Regions from separate parts of the Arachis hypogaea genome. Here region 1 is linked to region 2. A link is a contact called in public Hi-C data. All regions are on one chromosome and are shown on one strand. The core of a region is the stretch at or near the end of the contact, and the rest is flanking DNA. Distances in the headings are between cores, read along the strand shown. Region 1 holds the start of LOC112796880 (L-type lectin-domain containing receptor kinase VIII.2). Region 2 holds the start of LOC112796878.

Region 1 (5,757 bases), core at 415-2,914, 260 kb before region 2:
TATCAGCAACATTACACAATATATTGATAAACAAAAAAGGGGTAAGCTATGTAATATTGGATGCAGAGTTGGATCTGGATCTCAATTATCTTAACAAAAGACAATAACGTAGGAAAAAGTAAACTAACCAGTTCTTTACCAGAAGATTACAACAAAACAAAACCTGAATACAAGCAACATTGATTTACAACACAACTGTGAATGGCACAATTAGCTCCCTCCAGCAGATCTACTCCTTAGCACCTTTGATGGGTTTATCTACAACAACGTCGACTTTCTTGTACTCGAAATCCATTGGCTGCATAACATACTCCTCCGGCATCACCGGACGTCTATTGCCGAAGATGGTCCACACATAAAGCACAACAAATGCTGTCAAAGCTCCACATCCGGCACCGAATATCATAGCAGCAAGAATTCTCAAAAGGCAGTCACTCTTTGGTTTCACCACTGGAGCCTCAGTTTCCTTGGTAGCAAGGACCTTCGGATCAACCGGCTCGGAGTGCATCCAATGCGGGAAAATCCTCAAAACAAAGCTCCACGAATAGAGAAAGCATGCTTGAGAGCTATTAATATTATCATGCTTTTTCACTGGACTAAATCCCACAAACATTTCTTTGGACTCCCAAACACTTGGGAAATCAATTGAATGCCATATAATTGGATCATATGGCCTTGAATGACCAAATTGATTCAATCTAACTTCTAATCTCCTAGAACTTGCAACATAATCAATCCAAGCATGCATTTTTTCACCACTTCTTACAACAGAAGAAACATTGCTTTTTTTAGCAGGAACTGAATCACCAACCTTAATGGCCACATTAAAACTAGCAGAACCCCTATTTGCAATACTAAACTCAATACCAACAACATCAAATCCGCTTTTTCCTTTCAATCCAAGAGAGAACCCTGATGAGTTATTACCAAAAAACTCACCTTCAGAACCACTTGGAACCATAACAAAAGCCAAGCCATCCCCACCCTCATTGAAGGAAATTGAAAAAGCAAAGTAGGTTGAAAATGAGACCAAACCCTTTGATGCAGCATCAACAAGCTTGATGGGGTTCTTTCTCATCACTTTGCCAGACCCAGAGAGCATAACCTCAGACTCGCCATTGACAACCCTTGCATTACCATAAAGTGCTACACTTTGCTTGAAAATTGGATCTTTTCCCAAGTCTGTGAACGAAAAAGATGGAACTGGGTTCAAAGCTTGGATTTTGAGGAACAAGTTGAGGAATGTGAAGGCAATGATGCAGTGAGAAGTGGAAAATGAGGCCATAATTGAAATGGGTTTGAGCTGAATCTTGCAGTGTGTGGCTCTCTAGTGTTGGTGAGTTAATCCCATTTGCATAAAAAAAAGGTGAATTTTTCTTTTCCTTTTCAGTTTCTACTTTCTAGGGTTTGTGGAGTGAAGAAGAGAAGAGAAAGTAAAGAATATTATTGGGAGAAGTTCAAGTTGTGGGGTTTGGAGGTTGTGAAAGTTAAATAAAAGGTTTTTAACTGAAATAGTAAATCAATTTGCGTTAACCAATTTGGTTCATCAAGTGTTATCTCACTTATCTATTTAAATAAATAATAAGACATGTAGTAATTTATTAATTAATAATAAAATTTTAGATAGAGCTATGATTTACGATAAATTAATCTTTAATAATACCGTGAACAAACAAGAAAATTTTTAAACTGCTTTTTTCTGCAACTTCGTGCTTCACCACACTTTCCCTTTGTGGTTGCTGAACAGTGGAATATAATAAAGATTTTTATTTTATTATTATCATATATCTTTTGTTTTCTTCTTTGCAATTTGTTGCCTTTTCCACCCTTTCCTTGTCAATGTTCACTACACCCTACAATTATTCATAAGCAGTTACTTTTACTTATAATGTTAAGAAATTATGTATTCTATACAATCAAGAATAAATAACTAACAAAATGCTACATAGAGATATCTATTTCTATTTCTAATATATACAATGAGAATATAAGAAAAAGTTTAGTGCATGAATTTTTCCTAAAATATTATATATAATTTATAAAAATTATTATTGGAAAGACATGAAAATAAAATATTTTAATTAGAACTTGACAAATTATTATTATTATTATTATTATTATTAAATCACTAGTGCATTATATTTCCATGTAACAAATTTAAAATGCATACCCAATATTGTTAGTGAAAGTCAGTTATACACATAATTTAAAAAAAAATAATTAAACATGCTCTATCATTAAATATTTTATTGTAACATATAATTTTTCCTTCTTTTTAATGAGACCTGAAGTTAGAATTGATTTGGTTAAATGTTTTGAAGAAGTATGCGTAGTTTTCAAAAATATAATCAATTTATTTTGTATTTGAAAAATTAAAAAAAATGTGCTTTTATTTGAAGTTTTTAAAATTTAAAAGTACTTTTTGAAATATTTAAAAATGTCTTTTTTAAAGTTAGTTTGTATTTATCAAAATAAAAAGTTTTAATATAATCTCATGTATAATGTATTAATAAATATCTAAATTTATCCTTATATTTATATCAATTATGGTCTTTTTATTTATAATTTAAAAATTATTTTCTCAAACATAATCGTTTTTTATATATTTATAGCAAGTCATTTTTGTTTGATTTACAAAACATAAATATTAAAATTTATAAAAAAAATTATATTTCAAAAACTAGTTTTGATGGACTACTTTCAAAAAATAAAAACTTTACTAAATCGATTGTTTATTTATATTAAGCTAAAGCTTCAATTTAGTTGGAGTAATATAATTATTACATTTTTTATTTAATCATGATTTATTTCTTTGTCTAAATTTCTAGACCAATTTGGTTGAAGCTTTTTTTATTTAAATAAAAAATTATTTATTAACTTCGATAAAGTAGAAAACATTTTCAGTTTTATATATGTATTATATTGTGAGGGTATTTGGGCTAGTATGCAAAATGCACTAAAACAAATTACTCCAATTTTGTAATAAAAATTGCAAAATAGGCTCAATTCAAAATCGATAATATTTCGCTAACAAGTCAGCAAAATACATTAGAAATTGAGTATATCCTACTTTGTAACTAAGATAGCGAAATACGTGTAGTCTATCATTACTTCGCAACCTTAAGTATTAGTTATGGAAAAAAAAGACATCCTTATAAATATCAGATCTCCAAACACTATAATGTAATCATATTTCGTTTCTCACACACTCAAATTGCTAGCAAACGTCTGTTGTTTATTCGAATGCAACTATCAGATACAACTGTAGTTGTGTATTTTTTGAATGCAATGATCCTCTTATAATGCATATTTAGTAGTTGCAATCTTTGAGCGAGCTTATAAATTTTATTCTAGTGAACATGAGCTTATGAATTAAGCACATCAGAAAGGTGGAATATCAATTTTTTTTCATTTGATGTTATTCAAAGTGTTAGATATCAAGTGTTCTAGTTAAAGCACTTTCATACTATATTCGATTATCATAGAAAAATTGTAGCTCAACAAATAAGAAACTTTATATTGAGTTGTACATTTTATTAGTAGTTCTTTATTTTTTTAGTTCTACTGAATCATCATGTGACATGTCATAATCTATCTGATGAAATAAGTGATTTGACTTATAATTATATTTCAAAGATTAATATGATTTACAAATTTTTTTAGAATCAAATTTAAGAACGAATTAGTTATATCTTTGAGGAACAAATTTGAGTATTAATTAACATTTCTAAATAACCATCTAAATGTTATCCCAAAAAGAAAAAAAATGATGATAATCACGAATTGACCACTTATAGAAATGACACATTTTGTCAAATTGAGTTCATTTTTAAAAACAACTAGCTCCTTGATATCTTGGAAACGAATCTTTTATTAGGGGCAAAAATAATAGTTTCCTACTTAAGGGGGAAAAAAAAAGATGTACAGCAAGGACCAAGGACACATAACGTCTTATAGTTCTTGTACAATAAATTTGCGATATTCAACGTTTTTGTTCTCTTTATTCTGTTTGTAGTATGCGCTAATGTTTAATTAATCAAGTATTATGTTTGATGGTATTTCAGTTTTCTGAGACTATAAACACATGGGAATGGTGCTTTGGGTGAATTGATGATGTTTTCAGACTAGTGGTTTTAAATAGTTTCACATGATATATGTGAGGATGTATGTTATGTATGGTATCTTTTCAGCATTTAAAATGAGTACTGAATCGAATGAAACTTCTCTTTCATATTTAAGTTTGTATAGGAAAATATTATATTAAGAAAAAAAATAGGCTATTATTGTACATTTAAAACAAATTTATTAAAATATAAACTTCATATCTTAAGAATGTTTAGTTATTTAAGCTTTCAAGGTTAGAAAAATTACTTTTTAACGATTATTTATTTTATTTTTAGTAATAATAAAAGCAATTGCAAATATATTTATTAACATTAGACATTAACCATTTTATACTTTTTTAGCGACAATTATATAATTATCGATAAAGAATTTTTTAATAAATGCAAAAAATATACACTACAAATATATAATTGCTATAAAAACATAAGTTAGATAAAACATATAGATTTGAGCTTTCGAATATAAATCAAATTTGTGTGCTTCAATTTACGTGCATATGTGCAAATCAAGTTTAACTTACTCCTTACATAGATTCAAATAGAATACACGTGTAATAAAATTCTAATGAAGATATTTCTGTAATTTTAGATTCTAATAATTTTATTAAGGTAAATTATCCAAAAAAATTAGATATGATTATACTATGAAAAATAATTATTTTGATCAATCAATAAAATAAGAAATAAACAAAACATTAACAAGAGAAAAAGAAAACTTTAAAAGAAAAAATATTGACGAATTATTAACTGAACATGTTAGCTCTCCTTATTTTTCCTATAATATACGAAGACTTCCATAATTCTTATGATTATAGTGCCTATGGTAGTTATTAAATTTTAACATTACTTGTAAAGTACAGCTAAATGTACAAAATTATATTGTTGCAATATCTACGCATATAATAACATCTTTTAATTTAAGAAAAGTACGAGTAGTCAATGACTTTAGTTTACAATGTATATAATAAGGGTCAAATTGAAATTAATATCAAATTAAGTTAATTAATTTTAAATTTTAAATTTTTTAAAAATAAAAAATCCAAAAAAAATCTGTTCTGACTTTTCACTCAAACCTTAAATCCTCTCTCCCAAACCTCTAATGCTGTGCCGCTTTACTCTACTCCTAACAACTATACGTTCTGTTTCTTCGCGCCGTCACCACGCTACCCCCGTTCTCATTGTAGACCGCGACAGCCACCGCCATTGATGCAGGAGACCGCCACAACCTGGCCGCCGGACAACCGCACGCCGCGTGGCCCTGTATCGCACCATACTCATCTCTGAACGATGCGTCTTCTTTGCGTCGTCTGTGGTCTGCTATCAACGAATCCAATGCTACCATTTTCTCTGTCTGATCGCGACGCTTCTCTTTGTCCCCGGTCAACGTCCACCATGTCTTCTTGATTGACTCATCTCTTGCTGCTGATGCTTCTCACTACAAAGACTCTAAGGCCTATCACAAGGATATAAACCTCCTTCCTAGTGAGTTTCAAGTTTTTAACTTTTTGTCTCCCTCTTTATCAAGTTTGTTTTTCTGTCTTTTAATAGAATTCTTTTGTTCTGCCACCATTGAGTAATCAAATTGTGATTATTGGCTGCTATGTCTTTATTTGGGGTAATGGCTTGAAAGAGT
Region 2 (5,850 bases), core at 3,333-5,832:
GGCCACAGCCAAGACTCATAAAGTAGCTATGTTCAAGAATCATCATACTTAACTAGGAGAATCAATAACACTATCTGAATTCTGAGTTCCTATAGATGCCAATCATTCTAAACTTCAAAGGATAAAGTGAGATGCCAAAACTGTTCAGAAGCAAAAAGCTACTAGTCCCGCTCATCTAATTGGAGCTAAGTTTCTTCGATATTTTGGAGTCTATAGTATATTCTCTTCTTTTTATTCTATTTGATTTTCAGTTGCTTGGGGACAAGCAACAATTTAAGTTTGGTGTTGTGATGAGCGGATAATTTATACGCTTTTTGGCACTGTTTTTATTATGTTTTTAGTATATTTTAGTTAGTTTTTAGCATGTTTTTATTAGTTTTTATTTAAAATTCACTTTTCTGGGCTTTACTATGAGTTTGTGTGTTTTTCTGTGATTTCAGGTATTTTCTAGCTGAAATTGAGGGACCTGAGCAAAAATCTGATTCAGAGGCTGAAAAGGACTGCAGATGCTGTTGGATTCTGACCTCCCTGCACTCAAAGTGGATTTTCTGGAGCTACAGAAACCTAATTAGCGCGCTCTCAATTGCGTTGGAAAGTAGACATCCTGGGATTTCCAGCAATGTATAATAGTCCATACTTTGCCCGAGATTTGATGGCCCAAACCGGCGTTGCAAATCAGCTTCAGAATTCCCGGCGTTTAACGCCGAAACTGGCACAAAAATTGGAGTTAAACGCCCAAACTGGCACAAAAGCTGGCGTTTAACTCTAGAAAAAGTCTCTACACATGAAAGCTTCAATGCTCAGCCCAAGCACACACCAAGTGGACCCCGGAAGTGGATTTTTACGTCATTTACTCATTTCTGTATATCCTAGGTTACTAGTTCACTATTAATAGGACCTTTTGACATTGTATCTCTACCTCATGACACTTTACACATTTCTCATTGTATCCTCTACAGCATGAGTCTCTAAACCCCATGGTTGGGGGTGAGGAGCTCTGCTGTGTCTTGATGGATTAATGCAATTACTACTGTTTTTCATTCAATCACGCTTGCTTCTATTCTAAGATATCACTTGTTCCTAAAATTGATGAATATGATGATCCGTGACACTCATCATCATTCTCACCTATGAACGTGTGCCTGACAACCACCTCCGTTCTACCTTAGATTGAGTAGATATCTCTTGGATTCTTTAATCAGAATCTTCGTGGTATAAGCTAGAACTGATGGCGGCATTCAAGAAAATCCGAAAGGTCTAAACCTTGTCTGTGGTATTCTGAGTAGGATTCAAGGATTGAATGACTGTGACGAGCTTCAAACTCCTGAAGGCTGGGCGTTAGTGACAGACGCAAAAGAATCACTGGATTCTATTCCAACTTGATTGAGAACCGACAGATGATTAGCCGTACTGTGACAGAGCGCGTTGAACATTTTCACTGAGAGGATGAGAGGTAGCCATTGACAACGGTGAAACCCTACATACAGCTTGCCATGGAAGAAGCCTTGCGTGCATGAAGAAGAAGACAGTAGGAAAGCAGAGATTCAGAAGATAGAGCATCTCCAAAACCTCAACCTATTCTCCATTACTGCAAAACAAGTACTTATTTCATGTTCTTTTACTTTTTACAATCAACCCTGATAATTATTGATATCCTGACTAAGAGTTACAAGGTAACCATAGCTTGCTTCAAGCCGACAATCTCCGTGGGATCGACCCTTACTCACGTAAGGTATTACTTGGACGACCCAGTGCACTTGCTGGTTAGTTGTGCGGAATTGCAAAAGTGTGATTGCAATTTCGTGCACCATAAGGTCGAGCCAATGATATTCTCCACTCATTTTTTGATGGTTCATTTAAAAAATTTGGTTAAATTCCTCTAATCTCGACACTTCATAATGAATCATTTGTGCTTCGGGGTCGAAGGATAGTCAAGAAGCTAATTCTTGTGCCAGTCCAAATTAGCGTGACAGATATTAATGAGAGTAAGTAATTAATTTCTTTTTCAAGGCCATTGTCGATTCATGTGGAAGTCCTACTTGGAGGATTTGAGGAGTTAATGTTCGAGACCACAAATCATCAACAATAAATTAGTTTTCTGGTTTGGAGTTGGTAAAAGAATGAAGATACTCGACTGAACTACAGCGATAGGCGAAAGGATGGGGATAGTAAGAAGTGTTATCATCAGTCTTGATATCGAGAAGTAGGGCAACAAAATGACAAAAGGCATCAATAACAGACAAGGCAAACACTTCCATTAGAGTGGAACCCATAATCCCATATGAAAAATGAAAGTTGTCAGTGGACAGGACACAAAAAGTACAAACTAGCTCCTAGAAGGAGTGTAGTATATGTCAAATCATAAGTAGCGAATTAATCCTATCAACTTCTAAATAGATTTATAGGAAGGAGCTAATCTCGACATCAAGTCAAAAGAAGGGAACTAGACTCTTTAGGAGGGGCAGTTCTGAAAACTCGACCTGCGAAATAAGAAGACTTAATATTTTTACAGAAAATTAAAGGAAGATGTTCAGGTGGAGTTGGAAAGAAAGAAGAAATGGGTAAAATTTTTTATTGAGTAGAAAGTGATCCTAAAAACGAGTACAAGAGGCCAGTAACCTTGAAATGAAGGAATACTTAGCTTCTCCAGAGATTTGTGGTTTCAACATTCAAATTGGGGGCTCTCAAGCTTCCATCGTCGTTATAAAATTGTGCCATGGTTATAAATCGTCATTATAAATCGTCGTTATAAATTGAGGAAGCTATTGAGTAGTAGTTGCCGCACGTGGTGCAGAGACCGCTGCAGTAGCAGCAACGACCGGAAGGGAAGAAGATACAGAAGCCATGGTTTCAGGAGCAATTGAGGAAGTAATCGTGGTAATGGTGACAATGGTTGCAAAAGTAGAAGATGCAACAATAACAGAAAGTGAGGTGTTTTGTTGAGAATTCATTTGAAAATGGTAGAGAGAATAATGAACAAAAGGGATTTTCGTTTCAAGTGATGAAAATGATGAAGGATGAATGGGAAAACAATGAAGTAATAATACCGTTAAGAGGATTTGAAATAAAAAAATGATGAAAGGTCCATTAAAGTCCATAGAGAACGTTACGTATTCTTAGAAAAACGCGTGTGACATTTTAGAAACTATATAACTGTCTTTTTAAATTCTGAATTTTAAGTCTGGCACATGATTAGCCTGTGATTGAGTAAAACTTATCATTTCACTTCTTAAAAGACAAGTTTTAAGGGACAATTTGTTAGTACAAAAAATTTGACATAATTACGTTGACCATGGTGAAGCAAAATATCCACTACAGCATGCAGGATATTTGTTGAGTTGAGAAAGACTTAGGTAAAAAATTTGTTGAGGACACATAGGTTAATTGAATGTCACATGGTAAATAAGAAGACGTGGGGCTATTACTTGGAAATTAAGGTCCGTGGAGGTCAAGATGAGATTGTGGGTAAGAATAAACTGAATCTAGATCGTGGAAGAGAAAAAAGAGAGGAGACTGGACCGTGGGCATCAACAAACCAATATGGTAGTCTATAAATAGGAGAAGCTCAGAAGAAATTATGGACTTCAATTTGAAACACTTCATAATTACACTAAAGCTTTGTGAATTCCAAGTCACACTGACATCAAAGGAACCATAGAGTATAAGTGCATGAGAGCATCTCGAGTCAGTTTTCAATTCGTTTTCTTTTCTTCAAGTATTTCGCTTTTTTTTAGTGCCAAATTTACTTTCTTATCTATTTAAAGCTTCATTTATTTTGTATTTCCATTTATTGTTGTTATTTACATTATCTGATCCAAGTTATATCCAATATTTCATACACAAGTAATCATCCGACACATACACTTAGTAAATCTCGGTCGAGTTCCCTTTTTTAAGAAGAGTCGTATTTGCTCTACGAATTGAGTTTTTGATACAAACTTGATTCAACACTCTATCGAGATTACCAAAAATCAAGCGAAACACTCTCTAAATATATCACTGTAAGATAAATTAGTCTTACTTTAAGATGACAAAAAGATCCATTTATCTGACAAGAATAATTCTTGAAGACTTATAGGAAATAAAAATTGATTTGAGACCAAAACATTCAATTTAAAATTCTTAGATTTTTATTTTATATTCTTCTGATATTATATTTTTTTGTTGTCCACGGTATCTCTTAACCCGACAAGCGAAAGATAATCAATCGTGAATCTGAGTTCCATTTAAGGGTTTACTGTTGGCTAATGAGTTGCTGCATGCACAATGCAGGATTCAAACCCCCTACACTTACTTAAACGGACAAGTGAATTAGCCACTCGACTATTAAATTGTTGTTGACTGTTAAGTGAGGATGATTGGTTTCTTTTCCCTGTAATATCGTTTAGTTGTTTTTTTTTTTTATTTGGGCTCTAGCGTTGTTTTTCCAAACGAAATGGAAATAGGAAACAAGAATAGTTCCCTGTTGGGCTCTTCATGAGTCCATACTCAATAGTCATGACTCGTGAGTCTTATGACCAGAGAACAAATCGGTTGAGTTTGATGGTCATTAAAAAAAAAGGGAAAGATCGAGTTTTCACTGACTCGCACATATTTTATTTTGCCGTTTACCGCCAAAACAAAGCCAACAAAACACTATTTCACCAAAAAGAATTATATTGTGTTCAAAAACAGTCTCCCGCGTCCTTTGTTATACACTTTCGCTCCATTTTTCAACACACTCTCAATGCTTAATTTATAGCTTTCTTTCTTTCTCTCACCATCCCTCTGATCTGAGTGAGACTTTCATTTTCATCTTCCTCTTCATTTCACTTCTGTGAGCTTTGAAGAGAAGAAAGAAAACGATGGCGGGGAAGCCATCCACCAAAGGCAGAAAGGTAGAGACGCTGGGGAAAGGGAAGGTCACACCAACGCAGATCGCGTTCATCGTCGATAGGTACCTTTGCGACAACAACTTCTCGTCCACGCGTTCCGTCTTCCGAACTGAAGCTTCCTCTCTCATCGCCAAGTCACCCATTAATGAGGTATATATTTATATACAACACCTTTTGGTTTTTTCCCCTAAATTGCTATGCTGATTTGTTCATTTGTGCTTTTTATTTGCAGATCCCTTTTGTTTTTCTTTCATTTAATGCGGATTTGAGCATTTAGGGTTTAGTTTTGTTTGGTCACATAGTTGGAATTCTATCACACATGTTTAAGGCCTTATTTTATTTTACCCCCAATTTCTTAGCGGATATGTGCACCTGGGTCTTCATTTTGGATCATAAGTTCGGTTCTTTATGACATGTTTAGAATATGTCACTCAAAATTGGTATATTGTTTATTTTTATCATGAAGTACAAAACCCTAGTTCATGTTAATAGTGAACTTGATTTTTTTTTTTTTATTTCAGGCACCGAAGACTTTGTTGACTTTAGGGGAGATGCTGGATGAGTACATAAGCTTGAAGGAGCAGAAGGTCATGTTGGAGCAGGAAAGGGTTCTCATGGAGCAAGAGAAAAACCGGGTTCAGATGCTGTTGCACGGTATGCAGAATGTCATGAACGCTTTCAATGCCAGTGGAAACCTCTCAGCTCTTCCGGCGAAATCTGCAGTTGCTCTTGCTCCTCCTCAACCAACTTATATTAACAAACCTCAGCCAGGTTCCTTCCTTTGTTCCCATCTAACTTGAATTTTGTTAGTAGTTCATACTTCATACGTATGCAGGTTTTTTGTGTGCATCTATTTCTTCTATTGAGAATGTACTTTTTGTGATTAGCCAATGCTCAAATTTGGTATTCCATGGAAGATCATGTTTTAATTAATGTGAATTATGGCATGTAATGTACTAAATAAGAGAAAATAAAG

What was found. A called contact is a pair of places that touch in the nucleus more often than the background predicts.
Region 1: a contact with region 2 is called in a Hi-C map of leaf, with 4 times the contacts expected there. The contact joins the promoter of LOC112796880 here to the promoter of LOC112796878 in region 2. A contact is called at or near these places in 3 of 8 Hi-C or Micro-C datasets (leaf and an unstated tissue).

What each region holds. Positions count from the first base shown.
Region 1 is chr4:80,497,096-80,502,852 of arahy.Tifrunner.gnm2.J5K5, reverse strand. LOC112796880 (L-type lectin-domain containing receptor kinase VIII.2) reads right to left here and starts at 1,664. Exons shown (of 1, transcript XM_025839540.3): 1 at 1-1,664. The coding sequence starts at 1,285. The coding sequence ends at 230.
Region 2 is chr4:80,242,948-80,248,797 of arahy.Tifrunner.gnm2.J5K5, reverse strand. It overlaps LOC112796878, which reads left to right and starts at 4,582. Exons shown (of 7, transcript XM_025839537.3): 1 at 4,582-5,024; 2 at 5,396-5,645. The coding sequence starts at 4,845.